Regions from separate parts of the Sus scrofa genome. Here region 1 is linked to region 2. A link is a contact called in public Hi-C data. All regions are on one chromosome and are shown on one strand. The core of a region is the stretch at or near the end of the contact, and the rest is flanking DNA. Distances in the headings are between cores, read along the strand shown.

Region 1 (4,097 bases), core at 1,183-3,682, 190 kb before region 2:
CTACAACCTAACCAATCCCAGGTAAGAGGCCTGCGGTGCCTGTTGTGCGTGGGTTTTTGCAGGACCTCTGCCTCTCAGTCCATCCCTGATGGGCTCTCAGCAGGTTGAACTCTCCATCCCTCCGCACCCCCAGGAGCCACAGAGAAGAGCAGCGGAGCCTCGTACATTCCATTTCTAAGGGGATTTTCTCCTGGTGTCTGATGAAACCTCCACATCGTGGGTTTCTTATGCTTCTGCTGCCATGGTCGCCCACTAGGCTCAATTCTACTTGGTCTTGATCTGGTTTCTCTCAGCTGGCCTTTTACGTAATTCCTTTGACAAGTCTTATCATCTTTCTCGTGATTTATGGACAGACTAGTCAATTATATAGTCCAGATGGGGTCCTCAGGGGAATATTTTAAAGACCAGCATAAACAGGCCGCATCCTCCTAAGGAGAGTAGAAATTGCTATTGGCATGATAAAGTATAATTGTCAAAAAGCCTAAGTCATGACTCAAACAAATTATAGAAGCCCATATCACAGGTTTTATTTGCCTCATTAACTAATGAGGGAAGCAATAAAATGCTAAGACCCATTCAAAGAAGAATTTGAAAGATAGAAATGCTGAAATGAATTTGCAAATAACTGCTTAACAAATATACCCTACAGAACAATGAAATACATTGTTTCGGTGGAAATTAATTGTATCTTGACCAGAGAAAATTCATAGGTTTTCTACCAGCTCACTCTGCACCCCCTGAGCTGTGAAATGGCTTGGCCAGTGGGAATCAGTCACAGGCACCCACCCTGCAGAGGCAGATAATCTGGGGACGGTCCACTAGTCAGCTCCCAGCATCCGCTGAAAGACACTGCTTTCAGGTCGCAGGCAGTTTCACCCCTGCAAGTGTCTAGATTACTGAGTGTGCCCTGACCCAGGCAGTGATTTAATGAAAAGGGACCTAATGATTCAGGTGAATTCAAACAACTGCTCGTACACACAGAATAATTTTCAAGCTCACAGCCCCCATTCTGCCTCTCAGAGTCAGAGGCATAAAAATGCACAACTCAAATCATAGATGCGCACAAGGTGTGGCCCGCCCAGTCCAGCCCACCAGGAGGCAGGCAGGTGGGCTGGGGGCGGGTCTGCCGGCAGGCGAGGAAAGTGGCCAGGGTTAAGAAAGCAGCAGGGGGCAGGTGGGGTTCCACATGAGATCTTGTTTTACAAAAGATTCTGCGGTTAAAAACGTGTTCAAAACCGGGACCCTGTTAACGACATGGGTCCTTGCGAGCTGCCGTTAGCCGGAGCCAGGACACGGGCCCCGGGGGGCCGTGCAGCTAGAAGAGGGGGAGCCCAGCCAGGGTCTGCTCTTGCAGAGCCTGAGTCACAAGACTCAGGCAAGAGTCCCCTTCCCAACCTGAGCCTGTGGCACACACCAGGCCCGCCTCGCCCATCCTCCCCTTGGTAAAAAGATAATCATGAGATGGGCCTCTTCCCTTTTGTGGGCATGTCCTGGAGATAAAGACCATTTTACTTTCCTAAAAAATTCTGCTTTTCTAAGTCTGTAGGCAGAAACAGAAGACATCCATATTGGAGTTCCCGTGGTGGCTCAGCAGGTTAAGAACCCGACTAGTATCCATGAGGATGCGGGTTCGATCCCTGGCCTCTCTCAGTGGGTTAAGGATCCGGCGTTGCCGTAAGCTGTGATGAAGGTCACAGACACGGTTCGGATCCCACATTGCTGTGGCTGTGGCATTCGACCCCTAGCCTGGGAACTTTCATATGCAGCAGGTAGGGTCCGAAAAAAAAGCCCTATTTATGTCCCCCAAATCCCCCACTCCTGCCAACCAGAAGCAGCAGGAGTTGGAGAAGAGTCACTGCCACAAGCCCAGCTCCAGGTCTTTGCTCTCCGAGCTGCTGGCTTCCTCCAGGAGCACGTTCCTTTGCCTGTACCCCCTCTAGAAACGAGAAAATAGATCCATCAGCTTGCACGTTGCCAAGTTTCCCTCGGCTCTCCACACCTCTCCCACCTCCCCACATTTCCTCCCACTTAGCAACCAAGAATATTGAATGTGAGGAGAAAAAAAAAAAAAAAATAGCAGAATTGGAAAGCTTTTTAAAAATACTTAACCAAATGCCTGGGCTGTGTCCATACTTCCTCCGTTTCCTGAAGGATCCTTCAGGGCCAGAGCAGGGAGGAACCCTGGCTCCAGGCGTGGAGTCTGGATGCGGTGGGGGAGGGGGGCCCAGCCACCCCCAGAGCTGCTCCCTGCAGCTCCTCCAGGAGCCTTGAGTGAGGGGGTGGCCGTCCAGCAGCCCCTTATTAAAGAGCTTCCTGTTTGTTTTTTTAACTTGATTTTCTCCGGGATAAAAATAAATGTTTCTCCTGTAGCCCTCACCATTGTGCAAATTTAGACATCCTCCCCAGTGTGGCCGGGAGGACGTGACCCTGGCAGTGGAAGACGGCGGAGAGGGGGCGGGCTGTGTCCCCACAGGGACAGTGCACTCCTCAGTTCCCCGGAGAGAGTGGCTCTGGGCCCCCAAAACTCGACTTGGGTCACACAGGGTTTGAGAAAAGGACAGGATCACAGGAACAAGTGGGTGAGAAGCATCCCCATTGAAAAAACATAAAACCCGAGCAGAAAGCATCTCGGCAGGAGGTGGTTGGTTTCCAGCTGGAGCAGGTCTGCACCAACTTCCGGGCTCAGGCGCCCTGGTTTCCAAGTGGGCTCAGTTGGGGGAGGGGGCCTCTGCTCACCCTGCCAGGGCTTCCCACTGCTCCCCACCCCCAATGGCCCCCTCGGGGGCTGGCACCGGCCTCGGGAGGGGGACACAGAAGGCATGGGCAGGAATGGGTCCAGACTGAGACTCGGCCTCGCTTCATGTTCTCTGATCCTGTCCCTCGCCTTTACTTTTGCTGGAAGGAGAACCACCCTCTGAGCCAGTGGCCAAACTGAGCCTCAGCCCAGAAAGCGGTCCGCCTGCAGGCTGAGCCAAGAAAGCATCTCCTGCTCTGAGCAAAGGGTGGGTGGCACCCTCCTGAGAGTGCATTTGGCAGGTGTTGGTCACGGCAGAAGCCTGGAGAGATTTCCCCAGGTCTGCAGTTTGGCCTGCATTGAGGGTGGAAGTCCGCCTCTTGCTTAGTCTCCCCTCTTGGGGAAGCGTACAGCTTCCCTCCATCCTTGTATACGTTGACTTGGCTGCTCAAGACAGCGTGACTTCCGGCCAAAGCCTCGCGGGAAGGCCAGCAGCCTCCCTGCACGGAAGCATCTCAGCAACGGACAGTGCCCCTTCAAACCCCAGCCTCAGCCTTCCAAGATAGCTCCAGTTCTTTCCCCTTCCTGGAACATAAAACCGAAGCTCCACGAGGTGAAAGAACTTGCTCTAGGTGTTCTCAGTTAAACGACTAGTAGAGCTGTGGTTCAGACCCAGGTCTGGCTACCATCGAGCCCTCTCTACCACCCAGGCTGCCTCTGAGTTGACAACCCATGTCTTTTTCTTTATTTTAATTTTTTTGTTATTGACCCGTTCTCTCCCTTCTTGTCACTGCCACTTGCACCATCTGCATCCTGTAGCCATATGATTGGAAGAAAAGTTTTCTTCCTCAGTCCATTTTGATCACCTTAACGAAAAGCGTGGAAAGTTTTTTAAAAAGACTCTTTCTTTGCTCTAACCTCAGCTGGAAATTGGAACCCCCTTTTCGTGCTAATAGTCACCAGTATTTGGGTGGTGCTTTCCTCTTTACAAGGTATACTCTCATTCATCTTCAAAGCAGCCCCATAAAATGGGTAAATGTCATGTTATATTAGACCCATTTTACGGATGAGAAAACTGAGTTTAGGAATGTTGGGAACTTGCCTTGACTCTTGCAGTCCAGCCCTAAGATGCCTGAAAGATGCTCTGGTTTCCGATCCAAGGCCCCTCTATTACATTCAGTATTTCTTGTGTACCAGGAACTATCTATCGCAGAGCTGGGAAGGGACAAAACTGTGGCAAGAACTCCAGGGTTCAGACCCAGTTCACCACCAGCTTGGCTCTTGTGTTCCATCTCTGTAGCTATTTTAGAGGATTTCCCAGAGAAGCTTCCAAGTTCCGGTAAACTCTGACCATCGGTACAAT
Region 2 (3,829 bases), core at 15-2,514:
AAGTTCAGATATTCACTCACTTGGCAAACAGCTTTGGGGATGATTACCAGCCACCTACAGAAAGAAGACCACAGCTTTTCTCCTTTTTGAGCTATGCTTTGAGTAAAAGTTTAAGAAGCAGTAATAAACAGCAACTGGCAACTATAGCCTTAGATCAAAGAACAACCTTTATACAGGTCCAGTGCAGACATCACTACACAGGTTGTAAAACCTCAGGAAAAACCATTAATAGCATAATCTGAGAATCAGGATGTGAATAGACACTAGTTTAATCACAAAAATCATTAGATCATCCAAGCCCCATGGTGCCAAAATCACAGAGAGAGGATAAAATCACATTTAAATAAAATGGCAGTTCTAGAAATCCACAGGGTTTCATTTTCTTAGCTAGATTCTTGTAGCAGTGAGAATTAACCAACTAACATTTCATCTCTGCTCCTTTTTCTGCAGGACACTGAAAATTACGTTCAGGGAAAACTTAGTTGCTTTAGTTCCTAGACCTTCCTTCAGTTATACAGCAAAGTTCCCCAAATGCTTGAGCCATCTCACAGCATCAGCTCCAGAAGATGGGGTGTTACTAGAGCATAAAAACACTGGCTTGAGACACAGACAACCTAGATTCTATTCTGTGCTCTGCTCCTCAACTGCTATGTGACTGCAGGGGTGTCAACTGATCTTCCCGGGTCTCAGACTGTTCACTGTGTAATGAGGGATCAGAGGTATGCAGACTGTGGTACCAGATCTGGCTCGTTTGACAGGTGATTTTATTAAGCCTTCTCCTCTATCTAGGAGAGCCTATCCTCGGCACCGAAGAATGCCCCCTCGGTTTACTGAGGAGCTAACCGTCGGTTCTCAGGCTACAGTCTGTTAATCTACCCTCGTCCGTCCCATGCCCCCCAGGCCGGCTCCTGGTCCATCCCCTCGGCCCCTTCTATGCAGACACAGCGGAAAACCCGAGCCCGCGGGGACGAGATAAGGAAATCACAGGAGGGAAATGGAAACCGGCCCTTCTGAAACAAAAGTGCCCACGACGGTGCTTTCGGGCGGCCGGGCCTCGGCTCGTAGTAAACAGGAAGGGTCGCCTCGGAGGCAGATCGAGTTGGGGTTTCGAGATAAGGCGAGGTTTTCTTCTTATCGCTCCGGTGGCTGCTATTATCACACAAGGTGCCGCGTAAACGCGAACGCGGCCTCAATGAGCTAGGGGGGAGGGCGAGGGTGGTTTCCGATCGCCCCTCGGAGGGCCACGAGCCTGGCAAAGGGATTTAGGCTTGTTTCTAGGAAAACTCCGTGTCTCGCGACGCTCCAGCGGGAAGAGAACCTGAGCGCCTCTCGCCTAAGCCTTTCAAGTACGCGCGGGCGGGCAGGGCGGGGCGGGGCGCGGCGCGGGCGAGGGCACTACATCTCCCGGCGGAGGAACACAGGCAGTCCTCTTTCACACGCCCCAAACGCGCAGCTCTGGAGCCGGTTGCTTAGTTGGCGCTGCCGAGGCTGCTTTCCTCCTTCAGTTTGACAAGGGCGCTCTGATTGGCCAGCGCGACCCTGCAGTCGTTGGCCGGAAAGAGTCGAGACGCCTGATTGGCCGCTCCGCACCTGCAATGCGTCAAGCCGCGGTGGGCGTGGAGGACCCCGCGTGAATGGCCGTGGCTGGAGGAGGGTCAGCAGGCTGCTTTCGGGAGGGAGCGGCTCCGCCTATGGCCGCCATCTTTACTAGAGGCACCGCGGACGGCTGGGACGCAGGGGGTTTTTCGTGGAGCTTTTGGGGACAGTGGAAATAGGCTCTGCGACAGAAGTTTTGCTGGGGGTTTCTGTTCCCTTTTTCTATGGTGGTGGGTTGTTTCGTTTTTGCTCAGGTCCCAGGGAGGTGGTGGGGTAGGATTCGAGGGCTCGCGGCTCAGGGCAGAGTGGCCACCCAGGAAGGAGGGGGTCTGACAGGAGGTTTAGGCGGCGCTTCCCGAAAACCGCTGGGTCTGCGTTCTGTCGGCGGGCGCAGGGAGGGTGATTTGACTCCTCTCCATTTCTAGAAGCAAAGGGGAGGTTGGCTTCCTGGGCTTTTGCTCGGGCTGGAAGGCAGTTCTGGAAAGCTCCTCCGAATACGTCATGGTTGTTGCTCGCGCTGTGCGCGGTCCCGCCTGCAGGGAATGCGGTTTTTGTTTTTCAGAGCTGTAAATCCCACAACCGCCTAGGGAACTTTCTCGGCTCCGGAGACAGTGGCCTGCAGGGGCCAAGCGGAGCTTGCTAGACAGACATGATAGCAGACGTTGGCTGAAATTATTTTGATCCTGTCAGTTTAGTTGCCATTTTAGGCGACTCGTCGTGTGTTTGGGTGTGGATCCCGCTTTCATCTCCGATGTTCACCCCCCTCTGAGAAGGGGGGGGTCCTCATATTATGTTTTACTGTTCCAAAAGTGATGGTTGTTCAGGGTTACCTTCCGTATATATGAGTGAAAGAAAAAAAAAATATATGTGTTTCCTGGGTGAATTAGAGCTGGGGGAGTGGAAATAAGCCATGGTTGTCTTGTTTTCGGGAGATGATGTCTGATGGTTTTATTTGAGCTGCGTAGGTGCAAATTCGGTGGAGCGTGGCTATCCAAAGGTGAATTCTGGAGCTGCCTTGGTGTGGGTGTTGCTATGGCCACAGGGAGAGGTAGTGAATTATAGGGCCAATAAACCCAGCGCAGCCAGGCCTCTCCCTTGTGTGAAGCCTTAGTAATTGACGACCCGGGTTCGTGTATCCTGGCTTTCGCAGTTCCCTTCCCCGTCCAAGATTCCTGGATTGATCTTTACAGGCACACGTGGGTCTGTACTGACTCTTCTATTGACGAATATGGCAGGTGCAGCCACAGCTTTGTATAGGTTTTCTGATTAGGTGCTGCCATGTGGGAGCGTGGTGTGGTACCATTTACCAGACAATTTTATTTGTAAGTTGTTGCTAGTCTTAGCTAATGGCACTGATTTTGAACATTTAATCACTGTCTCATGCGTTTTCCCGTAGGCAAAGCATCACTTTACCTTAGAGTGCCTCCTGCCTAAAACTAACGCTCCCTTTTACTGTGTCTCAGTATGATGCCAGAGCACTGAGTTCAGGGACGTTGCAAAAGACAATTGCAGCTTTGCATAATCTCCGTATAGCAACAACCACTCGTGCCTCTCTGGAACACCCAGTAATTCAGTGTTCTTTGGCAGCTGCAGTGCTGGGAGTTGGCCACTTTGCTTGCTGCGGTGAGGTAGAGCAAAGGACTAAATCTTCTGGAGCCTTGGTTTCTTCTGTAACATGAAGAGAATTAAATCTGTCTCACAGTCCTTGTGAAGATTGCAGGAGATGAGAATGTGCCAGGTCTGTGGAAATTGTAGAACGACTGACATAGTGATAATCAGTTACTAAAGCATTTATTGAGGGCCCATAACTATCTGACCTTGTGAGAGGAAGATTTTCCTTCAGGATTTTCTGCTTTGTGAGGGGAACAGATGGACAAACTCAGATCCAAAATAAACTTTGAATGGCTTAGGGTTTTTTTTTTGTTTGTTTTGTTTGTTTTCCCCTTAGGGAAGGCATAGTATTAATATAGCCTTGTTAGCATGCAGTGCCAGATTTGAGGGCCCTTAGGGTGACTAGCTCATCACAGTTTGCCTTGGTCTTTCCTGGTTTTAGCATCAAAGGCCCATGTCCTAGAAAGCCCCTCTGTCCCAGGCAAACTAGGACATTTGATCACCCTTGGATTGTTTTCAGTGCCACAAGATGGGAGAGTGAACAGAATGGGAAATGAAGATTCCAACTATATAGAGGTGGTTAGGTTTCTCTAGGATCTGTGAGGACACGGGTTACTGAGCA

What was found. A called contact is a pair of places that touch in the nucleus more often than the background predicts.
Region 1: a contact with region 2 is called in a Hi-C map of liver, with 3 times the contacts expected there. The contact joins two enhancer-like sites. A contact is called at or near these places in 1 of 5 promoter capture datasets (fetal skeletal muscle), 1 of 47 Hi-C or Micro-C datasets (liver) and 2 of 2 datasets of contacts at active chromatin or transcription factors (alveolar macrophages and skeletal muscle).

What each region holds. Positions count from the first base shown.
Region 1 is chr7:112,335,791-112,339,887 of Sscrofa11.1, reverse strand. It overlaps TTC7B (tetratricopeptide repeat protein 7B), which reads left to right. Exons shown (of 20, transcript XM_021099609.1): 16 at 1-21. Among named protein-coding and RNA genes, the nearest start is that of CALM1, 180 kb to the right of the region's middle. Within about 2 kb of position 2,432, at least 11 of the 83 cell types and tissues checked have an H3K27ac peak or open chromatin away from gene starts, as enhancers often do. A contact at or near this core is called in liver, where this site is marked.
Region 2 is chr7:112,144,791-112,148,619 of Sscrofa11.1, reverse strand. No RefSeq gene overlaps it. Among named protein-coding and RNA genes, the nearest start is that of CALM1, 14 kb to the left of the region's middle. Within about 2 kb of position 1,264, at least 83 of the 83 cell types and tissues checked have an H3K27ac peak or open chromatin away from gene starts, as enhancers often do. A contact at or near this core is called in liver, where this site is marked.